Regions from separate parts of the Mus musculus genome. Here all the other regions are linked to region 1. A link is a contact called in public Hi-C and promoter capture Hi-C data. All regions are on one chromosome and are shown on one strand. The core of a region is the stretch at or near the end of the contact, and the rest is flanking DNA. Distances in the headings are between cores, read along the strand shown. Region 1 overlaps Rnf149 (ring finger protein 149). Region 2 has its middle 25 kb from the start of Rfx8. Region 3 overlaps Tbc1d8 (TBC1 domain family, member 8). Region 4 overlaps Tbc1d8 (TBC1 domain family, member 8).

Region 1 (5,433 bases), core at 1,246-3,745:
CCTAATCTCAAAACCATAGACTAACGCTCATACACACACATGCGCGCACACACGCGCGCGCGCACACACACACACACACACACACACACGATTTAGTATGTGGTGGAAATAGATCTACCATATTTTTGTTTAATGAAGAGCTTTCACTTTAAAAGAAAAAAAAAAGCATCACTAAGTCCAAATCTTAAGTGGGAAATAGACTGGAAAATAACTTAGACAAGTAGGTGGACTTCATGTTAATGTGTGGTTGGCTCACTTTATACAGGGTGTGTTGGTAAAATGCGTTATTTCCTTTATAAGATATGCAAACATTTATTTTAAGACATTAATACATACTTAATTTTTTTAGGCATATTTTTCATAGAATATGCATTGACCCATGGCTTTTGGATCACCGAACGTGTCCAATGTGTAAACTTGATGTCATCAAAGCCCTGGGATATTGGGTTTGTTACGTTTTTGTTTATATTCAATCTCTACCCCAGTTCTTCCTGAGTATCTCACTTTTATTACTGACCCAGAGGCAAGGTGAACAGATGAAATATTCCTTCTGATATCCTTACTGTTACTTAAAGAAGTTTTCAGTATTTAAAATGAATATGTAGAATAGTCCACATAAATCCGTGAACTGAGTTTATGACAGAATACTATATAGCCTATGAACATCTTCCCCAATCTGTAATTCCGAAGTATAGCTCTGCATATGGTAGCATCCTCTGTGTGTGTGTGTGCTTATGCATGCATGGGTTTGTGCATGAGTGCAGATGCTTGCATGTTTGGTTTTATGTAAATTGAATCATAGAATGTATGAAGTAAATAGAGGTGCCACCTATATCTTCTGGCTTCAGAGACACATTTTACACATACTATACCCAATAGATTCTGATTATCTGCTCTCACTTTTTATGGGCTCCACAGTTTTTTTTTTTTTTTTAGACTTGCATGTACTCTATTATGCCTCAAAATACTATTGATAAAATTATAACTTATTTTAGCTAACAATATTTGAAGGACTGAGAATACAGCTCAGGGTGCTTGAAGGCCTTGCGCCAAAGTCCTGGACTCAATCTCCCTATCACATAAACTGGATGAACATTGTATACAACTTAAAACTGTTATAGCCATGTATGCATCTATAATGGTGTCTCTAGGAGCTATGCCTGGAACAGGGCTGGCTTCATGGGATGCAGGTGTGACAGTCGCCCTTTAGCTTGGTGTGGCCCTTCAGGGAGAAACTGTTTCATCCAAGGACGGCTGTACTACAGCCTCATCCTGCTTTGTCCTGAAATGTGTCTTCCTTATAGAACTCCTAAACTTCCTTTATTGACAGCTTTTCATTATCTGTCCCTTTAGCCTGAGATAGCATACCTCCCTCATGGGCCTGGTTCATGCCCTCTATGTACAAGCTGCAGTTCAACAAGAGGTTGAGTCTTCATGGTTCAGAATTTTAAATGAGAAAACACAGAGCTTGATGAATTGTTTCCTTGACAGAATCTAATTCCCTTCCTTAAATGCACTGTAAGCTTATGCTCAGTTGTCTTTTTTGAGTGATTCTAAACCAGCTTTTCCACTCTTGACATTTATGTGAGACCAATTTCTGTTCTTAGCTAAGCAGAGACTCGCATTCTCATACATTTTGTTCAGAGAGTATAGGCCCACTTATTTCATATATAAGAGATGAGTCTTCATTTTATATGAGGTTGAATTCTTTTCTTACTAGAATACAGAGAATGCGTGCGTATGTGGCGTACTTTGTGAAGGATAGGAAGCTATTATAACTTCAGCACTAGGGGTGTGTCTTGCTTTTAGTGTCTCAGTTTCTAGAGGAGGGCCCATTTCCCTATTACCAGTAGAGTTCTCAGTGACTCTTAAGACTTCAACGCAGTCCTTTGGTTTGCAACCATATCCACTACATTCATTGAGCAAAAACTGATCAGACAAATGCTGTCTAAGATGTTAAATTGAACTTGGCTCGGAGATAATTACGGTATAGTATAGAGATAATTACGGTATAGTCCCTTTGCTAGAGCAAGGATTCTTGGGGATTTCACTTTCAGGCCAACCGGGGCCAGTGCATATCCGGAGATACAGCACAGCAAGGGAACTTGGTAGATGCCATCTGGGTCAGAAAAGAAAGTGTTTATGCTGCCTGCTAGACATGGAGAAATGGAGGACTGTATTTTAGTGGGACTGCTGAGGGACTGTCACCTCAGTGCGTAGTAGGTGGATGGTGTGTGCACGGGGATGTGAACTCGGGTGGAGCTTGGTGGAGAGCTAGGTTTGGCAGCTTTGTTGAGAAACAGATTGGGATGAGGCTAAACAGGAGTTGGTATTGTAACATTTCAACAGGAATTTTGCTTGATGTGTCTAGGATGTCTAGTTACTGGTGAGGGAAGAGGGAGTGGTTTTAAAATGCTCCTAGGACAGAGCAGAGATGTCTGAGTGCCTGTGAACCCACGCTCACAGCCTACAAACCCTTAGTCACTTCCCAGCAGTTTCATCTACCCACGTGCATCTGTGGCTCTTAGGTTAACCAGAAAGAATGTCTGAGACACCCACCCACTGGTGTTGGGGCTTAATGGAGTATGACTAAAGGAGTCTCTGGCCATGCTTTCATTATCTTCCTTCAATGCAACAAAGAGAAGGAGGTGGGAGGGGAGTTGGAGACAAACCACAGTGGAGAAAGGACACAGAACAGATTTTTAAAACAGATAAATGAAGCCTTCATCTATTTAGAGCCTCTTTGTCTCTGACACCCTGGTGCTATGCTGTAAAATGGCCCAGGGCTGCTGCTGGGGCTGCGGGAGCAGCAGTGACGCTGTACAGACTCCGCAAGAAGACAGTTTCAGGAAGTAGCCTCTTTGTTTAAATCATTTAAAGGGCGAGATACAACTTCCATCAAGTAGGGAAACTCTTTAGAGGAAAACAAAACAAACTTAATAGGTCTTTCTGACTGGATACAGGAGATGGTGTGCCTCCCACCCCGTTCCCTGTAGAGAGCCAAAGATATCTCAAGTGAATTTACTAGCAAAATGACCCCGTACTGGTCATGTCACTGAGAAAGCCATTGTCTTTTGTCTGCCTCTCAAGGGGGACCCTGAGGATACGCAGGAGCTACCCACCCCAGAAGCTGCCCCAGGAAGGGTTTCTGTTGGGAATCTGAGTGTGACATCCCAAGATGAGGAGAGGAGTGAAAGCAACCTTCCATCATCTTCCTCGAGCGAGTCTGGGCCACACCGCCCCTGTCTTAAAGAAGATGCAGGGGAGGACACAGCATTACTAGGTATGTGGCTACAGATATAAGCGCACAATGTTACCAGTGAATGGAACAAAGTGGAAGGCAGGAAAGTACTGTCGTGTACATAAAAACCACAGGCCCCCACTTCGAGATACCATTTCAAGTTTTTGATGCATACATTCTCAAGAATGGGGGATATCACACAAATGCTGTTTGGTAAACTGTTCTTTTAATGTATGAAGTTCTTTCTGGATCACTTGGTAGATAAATTTTTATGACCAAGTTTTTTAAATTTTCTTTTGAGTTGCTCAATTCATGTCTATGTCTTCAGTGGTTTCTGTAGTCTCGTCGTATTGTGTAGCATGTGGTGAGGTCCTGGTCTTCTTGCAGCTGCTTCTCAGCTCAACTGCTTTTTCTTACTAATTCTTAGTTAACTTTTCTGATGCCATAACAAAACACCATGACCAAAGCAACTTAAAAGGAAATATTTATTGGCGCTTAAGAGTCCATGATCCTCATGGTAGGGAGCGTGGCAGCAGGCAGGCATGCCCTGGAGCAGTAGCTGAGAGCTCACAGTTTATCCACAATGAGAGGAAGGAAGGGAGAAGGACTGGGCCTCCTTTCCAGAGGCAGGGGACCAAGTAAAGGAACACATGAGCCTGTGGGGCCATTCTCATTCAAACACCAGGTCATAGTAATGCTTTCTTTTTGTTTTTTAATTGTAGTGGGCCCAAGTAGAGCCTAGGGCTTTGGACTTGCCTGATAAGGTGTACCTCCAGCCCTTTTTTAGAACTTTTTTAATTTAAATTTAATATGGAAAATACAAGACCTTTGTCAAATATTTTGTCTCCTCTCCCTCAGTTTCTTTATTTCTTTGTGTTGGGAAATGCTAATCACAAACACTGGCATTTGGCCATATTCCAGTGACTAACGTCTGTATTCTTAGCCTCTGTGTACTTTTCTGTCTTCTGACATAAAAGTATCTTGGGACTTTTATGGCATGCTAAATAGGAAAGTCTTTTTCTTCTTGGTTGGTTATGGTTCATTAGAGAATTACTGACCTATGTTTTGGTAATATTTGTAGGGTTTCTTTTTCTTTTTTCCCCCAAATTCCTTTTTGAAACTGTGTCTTATGTATACCAGGCTAGCCTCAAATTCCCTAGATAGCTGAAGATGACCTTGAACTTTTGATCCTCTGATCCCACCTCCCAAGTGTGAGATTATAGGCATGCATTACCACACTGGTTTCATGCAGTGCTTGGGATCAAAGTTGGGGCTGTGTGCATGCCAGCAGGCCCTCTACCAACTGAGCTACATCCCTATATCTGCCCCTTTATAATTAATTTATTCACTCATTTATTTATTGGGGTACCCATGTATGTCATGTAAATGTAGAAGTCAGAGGGTAACTGAGGAGTCAGTACTCTCCTACCTTAGGTTCCAGGGATAAAACTCAGGTCATCAGGATTGGTAGCAAGAACCCTGTACGCCATGAACCGTCCTGCTGGCCCTCTCTTCGGTATTCTTTAAAGATTAATTATGAAGTTATTTTGAGCCTGGTGTGATAGTGCATAACTTTAATCCTGGCATTTTAGAGGCTGAGACTGGAAAATCTTTTGAGTTTGAGGCTAGCCTGATCTATATAGGGAGTTCCAAACTAGCCAGGGCTACATAGTAAAACCTTCTGTCTAAACAAAAGAGAGGGTATAGAGATTGCTCTGTGGTTAAGAGCTCTGGGTGATCTTCCGGGGGGCCTGCGATCCATGACTAGCACTCACATGATGGCTCATGGCCATCTGCAAGTCTAGTTCCTGGGGTGTGATACCCTCTTTAGCCTGTGCAGGTACGAGGTGTGCATTTTGTATCCTTACATACATACATAGAGGCAGAATACCCATATACATTTGTCAATTAAAAGAAAGTCCTACCAACATTTTTATTAGAATTAAAATAATCTATAGATAAATTTATAGATAAAATAATTTGTAGATTAATTTAATTGAGAGTAATTGATGCTTCTAATTTTGAATTTGGCTATCCTGAATAAGACTTCCAAAATAGCAAGATTAAAATTGAATCAGATTGTTTTTTAACATGTTTTGAAAAACTTACAAGAATGGTTAGAACTTTCATTTTTATTGTATATGTCGGGAGGGGGCTACGTGTGTGTATGCAGGTGTAAGGGCAACGTGCAT
Region 2 (5,433 bases), core at 1,174-3,673, 190 kb before region 1:
GTTTTCCCTTAGATGTAAAGAGATAACACTAACCAGCTGTAATAAATAATCTGAAGTAGATCACTTCTCTCCAATACACCTGGGAGGGGTGTGAAACACATTCAAGGAACAATTCCGTGTTTTGAAGAAAATGAGGTGACAAGACTCCTGTCTGGTTTTCTTGGCGTTTTCTCACAAGTACTAGTTGTGATGTTATGTGCAACAGTGTTTCTTCAGCCACAAAGAATGCAACAATGTTACTGTCAGGAAAGCAGGTGCAACAGGAGGTCATTCATTATCGGTGAGCCCAGGGCTCAGCCATCCTCAGAGGAGCTCCTGCAGCGGATGGTAATTAATAGACCCATAACCCAACAGTGTGCAGAGACTGAGAGACATGGAACATACAGTCCTAGATGGAATGTCTCCATCAAACCCTCCCCTCGGGGCTCAGGGATCTCTTCAGCTGAGGAAGTGCGAGGACTGTGAGAACCAGAAGAGATGGATAACTCCAAGGAAACTGTCCTTCAGACATAATGGGATGGATGTACACATAAACTCACAGAGACTGCAGGCTCTGCAGAGGTTCTAACTGAACAGGGTCCCAGCGCTGAGAGGGGAAGAGGACACTGGCTCCCACCCCTAACCAAGAAGCGATCTACAATTAATAGCCCTGGTAGAGTGAACGTTGTCACAATGGAGCTTCACTGGGCTATAGCAAGCACATTCCAGGTAAACCCCATACCCAGGAGTAGTTGGCCAATGCAAAACAAACTCAATGGTGTTTTCGTCTCATATTGCTTTGTTTGGGCATCATTTGTGTTGTTGGTCTCTTGCTTAAGCATTCTAGTTTTTGATTTTGATGTTTTGTGTGTGTGTTTCTTGTTTTTTGTTTTGGTTTTCTTTTGTTTTTGCTTTTGTTTGTCTGGTTTTAGTATTGTTTTTGTGTGTGTTCTTTTTAAAAGGGAACATTGTTTGGTGAGTGGAAAGGTAGAGAGAACCTGGAGGAGTTGGGGGAGGTGAAAGCATGGTCAAAATATATCGAATAAAAATGTTTGTATTAAAAATAAACAAGGGCTGGTGAGATGGCTCAGTGGTTAAGAGCGCCGACTGCTCTTCCAAAGGTCCCGAGTTCAAATCCCAGCAACCACATGGTGGCTCACAACCATCCGTAATGAAATCTGATGCCCTCTTCTGGAGTATCTGAAGACAGCTACAGTGTACTTACATTAAATAAATAAATATTAAAAAAATAAAATAAAATAAACAAGGCTGGGCAGTGGTGGCACATGCCTTTGATCCCAGCACTCAAGAGACAGAGGCAGGTGGATCTCTGTGAGTTCATGGCCAGCCTGGTTTAATAGAGTGAAAGGACAGCCTGAACTACACAGAGAAACCTTGTCTCAAAAACCAACCAACCAATCAAATAAAAGTAAAAAAAAAAAATTTTTTTTAAAGAGTTTACCCAGATCAATAAATACCAAGCAGCCATCATAAACCCAAACACAGAAAAACATTCCTTTGAAAATTATGGTCGGAGTCAGAGAAATGGTTCATTCTGTGAGAGTTGTTGGGGCCAAGCCTCATGAACTGAGTTTGATCCTCAGGACCTACATGGTGGAAGAGAACCAACTCCCTCAAGTTGCACTGTGACCTTCAGGTGTGCGGTTGGCTGTGCCTGCGGGAGCACACACATGCACACTAAATGAAGAAAAATGTAATAAAATAAAAGTGTGTTTGTTTTTGTTTTTAGACGGAAGATGAGAGGGTTTGGCGAGGCTGCTGTGTTGCTCTCACAGAGGGTCTATGTGTGATACCAGCATCCATGTTGGGTGGTCCCCAGCCACCTGTGACGTCAGCTCCAGCAATCTGCTGCTGATTTACGAGGGAAACTGCACTTACACGCACAGACAATTAAAAATCAAATAACATCTTTTTTTTTTTTAAGGGAGGAAGGGAGGGAGGGACAAAGACAAGGAGAAGACAGGGAGGGAGGGAGGGAGGGAGAAAGGGAGGGAGGGAGGGAGGGAGGGAGGGGGGCAGGGAGAGAGGGAGGGGGAAGAGAGGGAGGGAGGGAGGGAGGGAGGGAGGGAGGGAGGGAGGGAGGGAGGGAGGGAAAGTATCATAGTCAAAGGACCAAATGGCATTCACCAGAAGTGGAGAAAGCCTGGAAGAGAAACGCCATGTCTGTTGTTTGTCTAAAACACAGGAAACAAAGCAGGACCGATGTCCAGGCTAACTCCAGCTTTTCTGCCCTGACATCATGGTGAATGAAACTGGAATCAGCAGGATTTCAGGCTGGAAGCTGCATCTGAACACCTGTTGTTTGAGAAGCCTCTAGAATTTTCCAGTGGCTCTTAGAAAATGCAAAGGCAATAGTGACAAGAGAGTTTACCTCTTTGGTCTTTCTGAATTTCAAGACCACAAACTCACACCCCACACGTTTATCCGCTAGCTTAACCTTTCCTTTTATGGTTCGTGTTTGTCACTCGAGTTTTTCTTGGCTCTGAGCTCAGGCTTCTTTGAGCCCTTGTTATCATCCCACGCTGAGGCGACCCAGATAACTCTTGGTCACCACAGCTGCCGCCTGTGGTTGTGAAGGGGCTCCTGGAAAACAGCTGGGAAGTTGCTGGAATTCTCCTTTGAACATTTTTACTTTGTTTCATGACATAAGACCTTAAGCTTTGTTCTTGTGGCTAAATCTCAATTCCTGGCATCTCCCCCAAACAGGCCGTTATTATCAAAGGGCTTCATGCATTTTTAAACAAAATTAGCCCACTTTCCCAAGCCTTTCTTTTTCCAGAGACTTCAGCTTTTCAAGATCAATTATATTGGCAGGAAGGTCCAGAATGAACCAACTGCTGCTCTCATCATCTCCCGTTTCTTTACATTTTTCTATATGTACATCCTCGGAAATTTTTCAGTCTTCTGTTTTTCTCTCAGACATCTTTTTTCTTAACTTGACACTAGTTGTTGCCATGTAATCGATTTTTGGTTTTGTATTTAAATTTGTTGTTTCACCATTACTCAACTTCCAGAATATTATAAAGGAGATGCCTGTATCCCTATAAGAAATTACTTTAAAATATATACTTATTTTAGCATGATGCCAAGTGATAAACACACATAGATATATATATATATATATATATATACATATACACATATATATACACATATACACATATGTATATACATAAACATATACACATATATATGTATACACATACATATATGCATACATATATACATATATGCAACATACATGTATATACACATATATGTATGTATACATATACATATATGCATGTGTGCAACATACACACATATATGCATATATGCAACAGCATTTTATTATATATGTATATGTTATATACATATATGTATGTATATATATATATATATGCATTTGACTCATACATGGCAAGAACTCATCAAAACCAAATTAATCAGTCCATCAATCAAAAGAAAAACTAGGAGGAAATAGTTTCTAACTGAAACAGTTACTATACAAATTACAGTCTTTACATAGGAAAGTCCTTTTCCAATCACTACAAGATCAATCACTGATAGGAAGTGAGTTAACAGATTTAGTCAATTAATAAAAGAGCATACAAATGCCAAACAACAGAACCAGGCAGAACAGTGCACACCTATAATCCTGCGCTAGAGAGGACCCAACAGCTTGAAGGCAGGGTGAGGCTACAAGGCCAGACAGTATCTGAGAAGCAGAAGGGAAATCGAGGCACATGTGAATAGTACCAGGGGCAGGGTTTGCTGATCACTAACGTCCAGTAGAATGGGGTTGGGTAGGGCATTCGGAAGCAGGCAAGCATCTGAATGGTGTATGGCAGGAAAAGTTATAATAGCCTTTTATTAGCTCAATCTGACATATCATTAAACTTTAAACATGGGCTGATCTTACAGAGTCCTGAGTTCTGTTCCCAGCACCAGGGTTAAAATGGCTCGAAACCTCCTATAACTCCAGCCCCAGGGGATCTGAGCCCTCTTCTAACCTTGATGGGCTCCTGTGCTCATAAGCAAGCACACTCACACAGACACGTATACATAAAGAAAACAAAAATTAAAAATAATAATTTAAACACACACGCTACTTAACCCAACAATTCTACTTCCAGGAAAAGATTAGTAATTCACGCAGTGTGTAGCCATAGACTTTCACCCGTTGCTTATTGTTTCCAGCGAGGTAGCATAACACCTGCTGCTCATTAAGCAGGGAGTACACATTGCCTTTAGAGTGTATCAGGAAGCCCAAGTCTATGGAAGGCAAGACAAAAGTGTGTGATTGGCATGTTCCAAAATGGATGGTAAAATATTTCCACTTTATAAACCATGGAGAAAGACAACTTGAAAACTGTGGATATGACTGAATTCTGAAGGTCTCACCAAAGTCAGTTTCAGCCAGCATAACGGTAGTAGGGAAGGCAGGTTCTGAGAATCCACTATCCTGAGAGATGGAAAGAATTATTATTGGGCACACAAAAGTGAAAAGAACTCTTGTTGAAGTAAACGTAATTATTTGGGGGAAAATAGAGTCCGTTTCTTAAGAATCTTTACACAATGCAGTGCTGTTGAGCCTGTGACTAAGCAAGTAAATGAATACCTAGAGTTTTACAGGGACTTTTAAAAGATTTAATTAATTTATTTATGTACTTATTTACTCTGTGTGTGTGTGCGCGCGTGTGCGTGTGCATACCCAAAGAGGGCACTGGACTCCCTGAAGCTGAGGTTGGAGTTGTACATGGCCGCGAGCTGCCAAGCATGTGCTATTGATGCCGAGCTATCTCTCAGCCTGTAACTTTTAAATCTACAAATAAATTGAAGCAACCAACAAAACAGTTCAGTGTTAGTAAGTGGATTTTTGCAAATCCACTGGAGGGTTGCACTGAAGGAGAGCGGTCAAGGCTTGTGACCATGCAGTATACACATGAATCATGTGTTCTCCCAGCCTCTGGCCTTGTCATTCTGGTGTTTTTACCACTTTGTTGGTTTTGTTATATTTGCAAAAGTAGGAAATAGGATCAAAGAGTGACTGCATTTCCTCTTAGAGTCATTGGAGGATAGAGTCATTGGCGGATATTGTTGAACTGGCTCAGACCGGTTCCAGGGATGTACCTTTTCTGAAGTTACTGATGACAGTTGATGGTCCAGGGCTTCTTCTTACCTTTGTCCAGTAGAGTTGCAAATGGTTTCAATCTACTGTAAGACTTGTAATTTCAGGAATAGAGAAATGGCTCAGTGGTTAAGAGTTCTTGCTGCTCTTCCAGGGGACTGCAATTTTGTTCCAAGTACCAGGATGGCTCACAACTACCTGAAACTCTAGCACTAGGGTGTCTCGCCCTTTTCTGGCCTCCACAGGCACTACATTCATCTGCACATACCCCACACACACAGGAATAATTAAAATAAAAATACTTTTTAAATGTCAAAGATAGT
Region 3 (5,433 bases), core at 770-3,269, 160 kb after region 1:
CATCACCTGAAGCTCACAAGTGCTTGAGCCAGATTGGTTTGGGGCTTTGTGCATCTTGGCTGGGTAAGTGTGGCACAGGTCAAAAGCTTTTGTCACACTCATGTCCTATCCGGTTGCCACCACCGTCCACCTGCAGAACGATTCTGCCATCCACATTCACCCCCTGCTGGTCACTAGCTGCTCTGGGAAGCTGAGCAGGCCCCTTAGTAAGGTGGAATCCTTGAGCTGTGGTTTGCAGAGAACCCATTCCACTTAATGTCTTCAAAGTTCAGCCATGCAGTGGGATGTGCGCGCGTGTGCATGCTTGTGTGTGCAGGTGTGTGCACATGTGTGTCAGAGGACCTTAGGTGTGCCATTCTTCGGGAACAGCTTTGTGTCTGAGACAGGCTCTCGCTGCTCTGGAGCTCAGCAAGAGGGCTAGGCTGGCTTGCCAGGGGGCCTCAGGGACGTAGCAGTGGGTGACAAGGGCTTGTCACTATGCCCAGCAGGGAGCCTCAGGGACCTAGTTGTGGTTGACAAGGGCATGTCACTATGCCCAGCTGCTTATGTGGATTGTGAGGATCCATCTCAGGTCATCACACTTTCAAAACAAGCTCCTTAGGACTGAAGCTTCCCCCTTCCCTCTCAGAGTTTGTCCTCTCACCTGCTGGTGCTTACCCTAGGTAAGCCTCCATCCACCAGCTGTGCCAGGCCTCTGCCTCTTGGGGTTTTGTTGTTTGTTTGTTTTAGTTCTCCTTTTTAATATTCCCGTTCATCTTCTGTTCAGTTGAAGACAGAAGCGATGAGGTGCCAGAGCTTCCTTGGCGATCAGCTTTATCTCATGACAAAGGCTGAATACACAGACCTGGGGGAAGAATGTGACTGCCCTGAAATCCAGTGTTAGAGCGGAGGGTGGAACATCAGCTTGGGGATGTTCAACCCATATGTCTATGCAAATATCCCCTTTTAAAAAAAACACAAAAATTTGCAAATACTTTGTCCCAGTCATTTTACACAGAAACACTCAGTCTGTCTTAAGTTCCTTCAAAACTCTACAGATGGGCTGGAGAGATAGCTTAGCAGTTAAGAGCACTGACTGAGGCTGGTGAGATGGCTCAGCGGTTAAGAGCACTGACTGATCTTCCGAAGGTCCTGAGTTCAATTCCCAGCAACCACATGGTGGCTCACAACCATCTGTACTGGGATCTGATGCTCTCTTCTGGGGTGTCTGAAGTTACAGTGTACTCCTATGTATAAAATAAATAAATCCTTTAAAAAGAAAGAGCCATGCTGACAGAGCCCTGAAACCAAAATGATGTGGGCATGCAGGTCTTTAAATAAGTAGTCCTCACAAGCTACCAGGGAAAGTTTTGCTCTTGTCTGTCTGTCTACTCAGCTACAAGCCCGAGCCACATTGCACAAGCGTGCAGCTTGCAGTTTGCAGCTGCACAGGGGCTGGCCAGCCTTCCTGATGTGCTTTAGTGTTGTCAACTGGACAGAGAGTCTCCTAGGAGATGAGCCTCTGAGCATGCCTGTAGGGGTTACTATGAAGAGATAGGGTGGGGAAACAGGGGGCAGCGCATTCTCTGGCTGTGACCCTGTACTGTGTTAAGATGGAGAGATCTGTTTTAGAAGTGTCAGGGTTGGCAGTGGACATTCACGTCCAGGACTCGGGAATTGTCTCCAAGTCCTCCTCCTCGGCCAACCCTGAGTTCTACCTGGGCACCAGTAGAAGGAAGAAAAGGGAGGACAGGAATGTGGGGATGGCCAACAAGTGAGTGTCCAAGGCTAGACCATCTGTGATCAGGGCTGGACCCATCTGTTCCCAGGGCTGGACCTAGGACCCGTACAGGTTCCTGTCTCCAGCAGCATGCCCACCTGGTTAGGGACTTTCTCTGAAGTGAAAGGTCTAGTTGCTGCCCCTCAGCTGGCTCCCATCGAGCTTTTGTCATGGAGACCAGGCCTGTGGGTGTAAACAGGTAATGACTCAGGCCCCTTGGCACCCTGCCTCAGGCAGATTTTAAAGTTTGGGAAAACAGCCTACCCAGCTCAGAGCGGGAATACCTCCCCACACACCCCAGCTCTCTCCTTGATCTCTTCTCACTTCCCTTCCCAGATGACTGCTTTCCAGTGGTGACCCTTAGGGTCAAAGGCCTAGGTTCCTTGAATAACTGTTTACCTGTTCTGTTAGTCACCTCAGGCCTATGGTCCTTCCGCTGGGTATGTGGGAGTTGGGAGGGGATGGCCCAGGCTGCCCAGTGCAGAGAGGACCTGGACCCCTTTATCTTTAGCAGAGCTCTGGTGGCGGGCCCTGGTGAGGGGGGGGGGGGGGAGGGAGGATGCTGCCGCCTGGGCAGTAGGGGTAATGGAATAAGTGGATCCTGAGATTCCCAAACAGAAAGTGTTTATCCTAAAGTGAGGGTGTGGTCAGATAGCCAACCAGTTTGTATAGGGGGAGGGCAGGGCAGCTTGGAGAGGCAATGAGCCTCTTCTGGTCTGCGGTCTCCTGGGCAGGTGGATTACTGGGATGGGTTTAGGTTGGGAATCAGAATTACTCTTCTCCCAGTAGCTGCTGGGTTCTGGGTCCTCAGTGCAGCCCCTGTCTCTGCCCTTCTGTCTCTACAGACCTCTTTGGCCTCATCCTACAGAGCCAGTCCACTTTTCTGGTCCCCTCCCGTGGCCCACTTCCCATGGTCAGATCAGAGCAAGTGGGGAGCAGGAGGGCTGCAGGGGAAGATGCATCAGCCCCACCAGGCAAGAATAAGACTGGGACCACACACTCTGAGCCAGATATGAAGCAAGCTTTATTAAATAACTGGCCAGGTCTGTTCTGAGGATCCCTAGTGTGTGTGCCCAGTTCACATTAGTGTAGGAGCTTACAAAGGCAAACCCACAAAGCTAAGTACTTCCCTCTTGTGTCCAATCAGGGGCAAGCATACACCCCGACGTGCTTACACACCTATGTGTGATTGAACACTCATCCTGTACAACCGGTGCAACCATGCTTGTGTACTTATGGCCATGAAAACGTGTGGCTTATCTCACATGAACAGCCCCCAACATTCCAGGGAGTTCTCTGTCCTTGAGCAAGTGAAGTCCCAGTTAGAGCAGAGGTTCTCAGCCTTCCGAATGCTGCTACCCTTCATGTTGTGGCACCCTCCGCCCCCCGCAACCATAACATCATTTTCACTGCTACTTCATAACTATAATTTTACTACTGTTAGGAATCGTAATGTGAGTATCTGTGTCTTCCCAATGGCCTTAGCTGTGACACTGTGAAAGTGTCATTCAACAGCCCCCATGGGGGTGGGGTGGTCACAACCCACAGGTTGAAAACCACTGGGTTAGCAACATATTTGTTTTATAGATCTCTTAAACACAGTGATTTAAACTTAAAACATAATGTTAGCTGTCACAAAAGAGGCATCTTTCAAGGGAAGACCCACCACCCCTCACCTTCCCACCTCCACAGACGCCCCCTGGGCTGCTCTCAGGGGATTCTCCTGGGCAGCATGGCCAGGCTCTGCTCTCTTGAGAGCCAGTGTGGTGGTGGCTCTTATGGTTGAGTCCGGGAACAGCCTCTCTCTCACACGACAGAGGGCCCCGCCCACAGGGAGGGTAGTTACACCTGCGCCTTGGAGTAGATAGAAATCTCCAGCACTCGGGAGGCAGAGGCAGGTGGATTTCTGAGTTTGAGGCCAGCCTGGTCTACAAAGTGAGTTCCAGGACAGCCAGGGCTATACAGAGAAACCCTGTCTCGGAAAAAAAAAAAAAAGCTTCATCTGGCTGGCAACAGCCTCGTTCCTTCCAGCTGCAAGGTCAACGAGGCCACTCCTACCTGTCCCAGGCCTCCCTCTAAGCGGGAGCTCATGGACTTGGGAGGTCACTGGACCTCTTTATCTGTTCTCCTTTGCAGTGTGGACTGTTGAATAATCTGCTTTTCCTCATCCCTTGTGTCTTAGTCAGGGTTTCATTGCTGTGAACAGACACCATGACCACTGCAACTCTTATAAAGGACGACATTTAATTGGGGCTGGCTTACAGTTCAGAGGTGCAGTCCATTATCATCGTAGTGGAGAAGCGTGGCTACACAGAGGCAGCAAAAGTGAACTGGCTTGACTGCTTCTCGAGGGTTGTTCCTATTTGTCTTAGTTAGGGTGTCATTGCTATTAGCAGACACCATGACCAAGACAACTCTTACAAGGATATTTAATTGGGGCTGGCTTACAGGTTCAGAGGTTCAGTCTATTGTTATTAAGGCAGGAACATGGCAGCATCCAGGCAGGCATAGTGCAGGAGGAGCTGAGAGTTCTACATCTTCATCTGAAGGCTGCTAGCAGAAGACTGACTTTCAGGCAGCTAGGATGAAGGTCTTAAAGCTCACACCAACAGTGACATGCCTACTCCAACAAGGCCACCCCTCATAATAGTGCCACTCCCTGGGCCAAGCATATACAAACCACCACAGTGTTCAAACCACCACTGCTTGTTTCTGTAATTGGCATGTCAGGGTGGGACGTTGGACTTAGCTTTTTGGTCCACAGGTGCCCAAGCTCTGGCCTTGGCAATTCTGGTTATGTTCTGGGTGAATACACATTTGAGAGGGAACTCTTCCATGTGGACAGGAACACCGAGAAAAAGCACCATCTGCCCTTGGAGCCCTGTTTCTGAGTTGCTAATCCTTGCATTTTCCAGACACATAGCCATGCCCTGTTGAGGTAAGCCGGCAGCATAAGACCCACTTTGGCCTTTCTGAACTGGATGGAACAAGGCATGACCAGTCAGATGTCCTATTTTGGATATGGCTAGAGATCTTGAGTGCAGAGGTGAGGAAGGCTGGCCTAGCCGTCACTCAGCCTGTCACTCAGTTTGAGCTTGTGGCCGCAGCTGATACACAGCTGCATCCTGTGTGGCCTGAGTAAGCAGATGGGGTGAGAGTTGGCCTGTCAGCCCAGATGCAGCTCTACTGTAAAGCGTTCCAGAGGGTTGCTGAGAGAAGAGAGAGGGAGAAATCTGCTTTTGGCACATTTGTCTGATCTAGGAGGGACATCTAGTCTGGACTAAATAAATTCTGGATTTGTGGGGAGAGTAATACATTCTTTCCCTCTAAGTTTTTAGGATTGCTTACGTTTCTAAGTCCCTGACATCTTAGGAATGGAAGCTAAGTTTAATAAAGACATGCCTGGAGTCTAGAGCTAGAACCTTCTGGTTTGAGTCTGCTGCTACTGGGTCAATGCCACCCTCACAATGTGCTTCTTCAGAGGCTGCTAGCCTGAGCTGGCTGGTGTATCCCAAGTGTTAGCTCTGCTGTGTGCTGGCCTTTCTGTAGAAGGAAGGATTGGGAGGCCCCATGGTGGCCCTGCTGTTAAGGTCTAGATTCTAGCTCTCCTTACCCTCACAGCTGGCATGCACAGGAGTCTCAGGCTAACAGGGCCCCTCCTTCACTGATGCCAG
Region 4 (5,433 bases), core at 1,786-4,285, 140 kb after region 1:
GCCCTTGACCACCTGCTTGTAGGAGTGCCCTGTGTGGCCACTTTATTCGAGATCTCACACAGCTGGTCACCTTTTATCCATCAGAAGCATTACAAACTCTGTGTCTCCTCTCCTTCCATCTGTCTTCTTGCCTCCAGGGACCAGGAAGTCTCGCCTATTCGTTCTGCCCAGCAATTGGCCCATGGCTTCTTTACTGACAGATCAAGAACCAACTGGGAGCAGAACCTCAGCATCAGAACCACCCCTACAAAGTCTTCTTGGTCCCTTTCTGATAAGCCAGGTGTGCTGCCTAGTTCTGTGTCAACTTGATACAGCAAGAGTTATCAGAGAGGAGGCAGGCTCAATTTGAGAAAAAGCCCCCCTAAGAATGAGCTATTGGCAAGCATGTAAGGCATATTCTTAATTAGGGATTGATTGGGGGGGGTCCTGCCCACTGTGTGTGGTGCCATCCCTGGGCTGGGGGTCCTGGTTCTATAAGAAAGCAGGCTGAGCAGGCCGTGGGAAGCAAGCCAGTAAGCAGCACCCTCTATGGCCTCTGCATCAGCTTCTGCCTCCAGGTTCCTGCCCTGTTTGAGGTCCCATCCTGTCTTCCCTCAGCGATGAACCTGATAAGCCAAATAATTGCTTTCTTCTCCTACTTGGTTTTGGTCATGGCGTTTACCACAGTGATAGGAACTCTTAACTAAGACGCTAGGACCCAGGTCATCTGAGGCAGGCTATGGGTCCCCTCATTAAACAGGTAGAGCTCAGAGGGCAGGCATTATGATTCTTAAGAGAATGTTTTACTGGGCTTGGAGACACAGGTTTGTAATCTCAGCTGTTCAGGAGTTAGCAGAAGGATTACAAGTTCAAGACCTGCCTGGGCAAGTAGGTAGACCCTACCTCAAAATACAAAGTCAAGCTCTCTCGCTTGGCTATATATACCTTCAAAGAGATAGAGGAGTAGAGACAGGGCTAGTTGGAAACAGGAAGGGAGAAACAGTAATTGTGGGGAAAGGGTTAAGGGGGTGGTGGTGGGTATTTTTAAAGTATGTTATGCACATCTATGAGGATGTAAGGGAAAAAACCCAAACTAAAAAAGGGCTGGGCACATAACTTGGTATGTAACTTCATACTTGCCTAGCGCGCATGAAGCTGTAGGTGCACTAAGATAGAAAACAATGGCTGGAAAATAACTGGTAACAGTCTGTTACCATAAGCTTTTCTTTTGGTGTGAAGACAGCATCGCACCACTGAACTGCATTCCCACCTGGGCTCTGCCTATACAGGTGAGCTTCCGCGGCATTCCCGCCTGGGCATGTGTCAGAATTTCCTTTTTCGGGCTGCGTGGTAATACAGTTTCTGGTGGCTTTCTTTTTGGAGTTAGACATCTAACCATTGGCACTGCATAGATGAGGACAATTTTGAGGAAGGTAGAATCCCAGGAGCTAATCCCTAGTCAGGTGGAGAACAGGTTAGACCAGTGGTTCTCAACCTTCCTAATGCTGTAGACCCTTGAATACAGCTCCTCGTGTTGAGACTTCTAGCCATAAAATTTCCTTGATACTTCATAACTAATTCTGCTACCATTATGAATCATGTGTAGGTATCTGATATGCAGAGTATCTGATATGTGACTTCCAAAGGGGTCACCACCCACAGGTTGAGAACCTCTGGGTTAGGCTGTCTGGATCCTGCTGAATGGATTCCTATGCTGTGGTGAGTTATTGGGCCCTATAAGGACGAGGCTTCCTTGTCATTGCCATGTCTGGTGCTCTCAGTCTTGCCCTGCACCCGAGACGTGCAGGCCCATGCTGCCCTCTGTGCCTCCTGTTGCTGTTCCCTCATGACATGTCCTGGTCATCGTCAGTGGTCCTCAGTGCTATCTCAGAATTGCTGCCGTGCCCTTCTTAGTCCCCAGCATGGCCTGGAACACTGGCCGGATTGTTTGTTGTCCACATTTGATCTCAGGAAGCACAAAAGAGAATAGGAAAGAGCTGCCTGGCTCTGAGTTATCTGCTTAGAATCATTCCAAGAATCAGATGGCTTATGCAATAAGTTGACGCCTTCCATTATTGTCAGCTGAGGCCTTGGGGGTGTCTTACCCAGTTCCTGGAAGAAGACATCCTCGGGTCGTAGTGAAAGGTGGCAGAGCACCCCTCTCAGGCATCGGAGCCTTGCACAGAAGAACGCTCAACAATGCTCATGTCTTCCCAGGCATGCGTTTGCACTTGCACTGGCCTGAGGAGTTCATAGCTGCTTAAGTTCAGAGTCTCCCTCCTTGCTTTCGAGGTCTGTCCCCATGGGGTTGAATTAAATGAAGACAGAGCAGTGAGAGCCAGGAGCAAGCTTTCCATGGACCTGGTGGGAGAGGGTGTGTGGACTGAGCCTGATGCTTGCAGATTCAACCAAAATGGATAATATGTATAAATGTAACATGTTATATTATGCATATCTCCCTTGCATCTGTACTGGCCATGTAAGACTTCTTGGTATTCCATGAAGAATATGCTATGGGAATTCTGTATCATTAACTTTGTTCCGGACACTGTAAGGAATCTGGAGATAACTTCAGGAATTCAGGAGGAGTGTGTAAGTTACCTGCAAAGGCCGTGCCACCTTAAAGAAGAACCTGAGCCGTCTCAGACGCTCTTGTCTTTGGGAGGTCCTGGATCAAGCACATATACAGGCCCAGCCCTCTGGTGCATGTAGAGGGACTATTGTAGTTTGAAGAACTCTTAATTAAAGGTTTAGATTTAGAAAATGAAAACAGACATGTTTTCATGACAGGAAAGGGGAACCATTTGCTAATCAAAACAGGTTGCCTGTTTTTAAAAGCTCGGGCCCCCAGGAGCTAATTCTCTCCACTGAGCCCCTCTACTGCCCCCCTTGCGAATCTCTCAGCAGCACATAGGGGCAGCACACCCTACCCTGGAGGGGGGAAGATGCAGAGCACCGGAAGCTGGCCGCTTGCCAGGGTCACACCAGGCGCTGGGGTGCTCGAGGGCAGCTTAGCTGCAGGCTCTGACAGAGTGTACTCTCAGAGTGTTCCTTCTGACGCATGTACGGTTTCTTATCCGTGCCCTTGACTGCGGTTGGTGTTTTGCTCCCTTGTATTCTGCCTCACTGTTTGCTTTGTCTTTGTGGAGTGGATTTTATTAAGGGAGGAAATGTTCCCGGGTGGACCAGATTAGTGTCTTCCTGAACTTCGTACCAAGGTGGCAGAAGACATGCCAGCTTGTTTTCTCTGAGCAGAGGACTTGCAGGGTGCTTCAAGGAACATCTGGGAGGTGGCCCAGCAGCGGGGAAAGTGTGAGCTTTCTGGGTCAGGATTGTTACACTTGTTTTCGGTAGCTTCGGCATTTCCTTGGAACAACACTAGCTGGAATTTTCCATGTGGGCTTCACCTTTAGAAGTGGGGAGAGGGTGGTCAATTAATGTTTCTTCCTTGTCCCGGAGGTACTCGCAATTGAGCTATTAATGTGTTTTTTTTTTTAAGTAATTTTGCCTATGAATAAATAACTTTCATCGAAGAACATCTTCTTCCTTCTGTGATGTATACATTGCTGATAGGGGTTAAGATTAAAAATCTCTTAGAGCTGAGTGAGTTGGTACATGCCTGTAGTCCTAGCTACTCAAGATACTGAGGCAGGAAGATCACTTAATCACATAAATTTGAGACCAGCCTGGACTATATAAGGAAGCAAACTGAAGCAAATTAAAATTTGAATCTTAAAATCAAAGGTTGCCTGACTTGCAGTGTAGGTCCTGACATCAACAGAGACCACCTGGAGGGGGTGCTTTAAAGATACCCAAGTTAATTCTCTTTTTTAATAGAAGAGGAGGCTGGCTGGTGCAGTGGTTAAGAACACTGACTGCTCTTTTAAAGACCCTGAGTTCAATTCCCAGCAACCACAAGGTGGCTCACAACCATCTGTAATGGGATCCGATGCCCTCTTCTGGTGTGTTTGAAGACAGCGACAGTGTACTCACACATAAAATAAATAAATACAATTAAAAAAAAAAAATAGAAGAGGAGGCTCTGAGATACAAGGCTCACAGAAAGATAATCCTCCTAACTATTAGGTAACCCCTTAGTGATATGGAAGGCGTGCCATGGGAGTCCATGTGACCCCTGTGCTGTGTGCTGCCCAGCAGGGGCTCTTTCTCTGTCTTACTGGAGTCACAGTGGTGGGAGAGGTCAGTGATGCTGTCCCAAACAACTTGGCTAAGTGGCGGCTTCCCTGGCTTTTTGGCCATGAGGAAAGCAGCTAATACAGTGGTTCTCAACCTGTGGGTCGGGACCCACTTGGAGTCCCAAATTATGTGTTTATATAATGATGCATAACAGTAGCAAGATTGGGCTGCAGCGATGGCTCAGTGGTTAGGAGCACTGACTGCTTTTCCAAAGGTCCTGAGTTCAATTCCCAGCAACCACATGGTGGCTCACAACCATCTGTAATGGGATCTGATGCCCTCTTGTGGTGTGTTTGAAGACAGCTACAGTGTACTCACATTTATTAAAATAAATTTTTAAAAAAGTAGCAAGACTATAGTTATGAAGTATTAATAAAGTAATTTTAAGGTTGGGGGTCACCACAGCACGAGGAGCTGTGTTAAAGGGTTCCAGCATTAAGAAGGCTGAGGATGAAATACCTGGATTTTTTTTGTTTGTTTATTTTGGAATGTTTGCATATACATTATGAAATACTGCAGGGATGGAACCCATATCAGAACACAGAATTTGTCTCGCATATACCATGCAGACATAACTCAAGAGTAATTGTGTGCAGTCTTTTAAATAATTTTGTCTGTGAAGTAAGTTTCAAGGTGTGGAATTTCTTACTTGTGAGATGGTGTGTGTCCCCCCAGCCCCTAGAGCTTCAGATTCAGGGTCTTTGAATTGGTGATGCTCAGCCTGTAAGGGAACTTAGACAACTCTGTGCCCTGCTTTCTGGACCTGATTTTACTTCTGAGTCTAGACACCTCGTGGGTGTGTGTGGATCACTTGGCCTGGTTTTGACTCTTTACTAGGAATAGGTTTGTTTTTTTTTTTAAGATTTATTTTATTTATATGAGTACACTGTCAGACACACCAGAAGAGGGCATCAGACTCCATTACAGATGGTTGTGAGCCACCATATGGTCGCTGGGAATTGAACTCAGGACCTCTGGAAGAACAGCCAGTGATCTTAACTGCTGAGCCATCTCTCTGGCCCTGCATTTTTTCCATTATAGAATTTTTTTTCATTAAATTTCATGCTTAGATTCTTCACTATAAAAATATTTCATCGATTTTTTTAGTGGTTAAGTTTGTTGTTTGACCTTTTCATACACGTATAAAACGTGTTCTGATGACTCTCCCTCACCTCTCCCTCTGCCAACCCACCGACTTCTCACAAGTCCCCGCCCCACAGCAGGTCTTCATGCCGTTTTGTGTCTCAGAGTTTAATG

Evidence for each region. Hi-C and Micro-C count contacts between places; a contact is called where the count stands out from the background. Capture Hi-C pulls out chosen DNA fragments and counts their contacts.
Region 2: a Hi-C map of myocytes shows a contact between it and region 1, with 1.9 times the contacts expected there. The contact joins two enhancer-like sites. A contact is called at or near these places in 1 of 39 promoter capture datasets (3T3-L1-derived adipocytes) and 3 of 484 Hi-C or Micro-C datasets (cortical neurons and myocytes).
Region 3: a contact with region 1 is called in a promoter capture Hi-C map of adipose tissue. The contact joins two enhancer-like sites. A contact is called at or near these places in 1 of 115 datasets of contacts at active chromatin or transcription factors (embryonic stem cells) and 3 of 9 other capture datasets (adipose tissue, liver and pancreatic islet).
Region 4: a promoter capture Hi-C map of adipose tissue shows a contact between it and region 1. The contact joins two enhancer-like sites. A contact is called at or near these places in 1 of 115 datasets of contacts at active chromatin or transcription factors (embryonic stem cells) and 2 of 9 other capture datasets (adipose tissue and pancreatic islet).

Annotation. Positions count from the first base shown.
Region 1 is chr1:39,553,328-39,558,760 of GRCm38.p6, reverse strand. It overlaps Rnf149 (ring finger protein 149), which reads left to right. Exons shown (of 7, transcript NM_001033135.3): 5 at 350-446; 6 at 3,091-3,283. Among named protein-coding and RNA genes, the nearest start is that of Snord89, 7.2 kb to the right of the region's middle. Within about 2 kb of position 2,495, at least 101 of the 459 cell types and tissues checked have an H3K27ac peak or open chromatin away from gene starts, as enhancers often do. A contact at or near this core is called in adipose tissue and myocytes, where this site is marked.
Region 2 is chr1:39,743,726-39,749,158 of GRCm38.p6, reverse strand. No RefSeq gene overlaps it. Among named protein-coding and RNA genes, the nearest start is that of Rfx8, 25 kb to the right of the region's middle. Within about 2 kb of position 2,423, at least 30 of the 459 cell types and tissues checked have an H3K27ac peak or open chromatin away from gene starts, as enhancers often do. A contact at or near this core is called in myocytes, where this site is marked.
Region 3 is chr1:39,395,992-39,401,424 of GRCm38.p6, reverse strand. The region is part of intron 5 of Tbc1d8 (TBC1 domain family, member 8); the gene reads left to right. Among named protein-coding and RNA genes, the nearest start is that of Rpl31, 31 kb to the right of the region's middle. Within about 2 kb of position 2,019, at least 33 of the 459 cell types and tissues checked have an H3K27ac peak or open chromatin away from gene starts, as enhancers often do. A contact at or near this core is called in adipose tissue, where this site is marked.
Region 4 is chr1:39,415,588-39,421,020 of GRCm38.p6, reverse strand. The region is part of intron 2 of Tbc1d8 (TBC1 domain family, member 8); the gene reads left to right. Among named protein-coding and RNA genes, the nearest start is that of Rpl31, 50 kb to the right of the region's middle. Within about 2 kb of position 3,035, at least 80 of the 459 cell types and tissues checked have an H3K27ac peak or open chromatin away from gene starts, as enhancers often do. A contact at or near this core is called in adipose tissue, where this site is marked.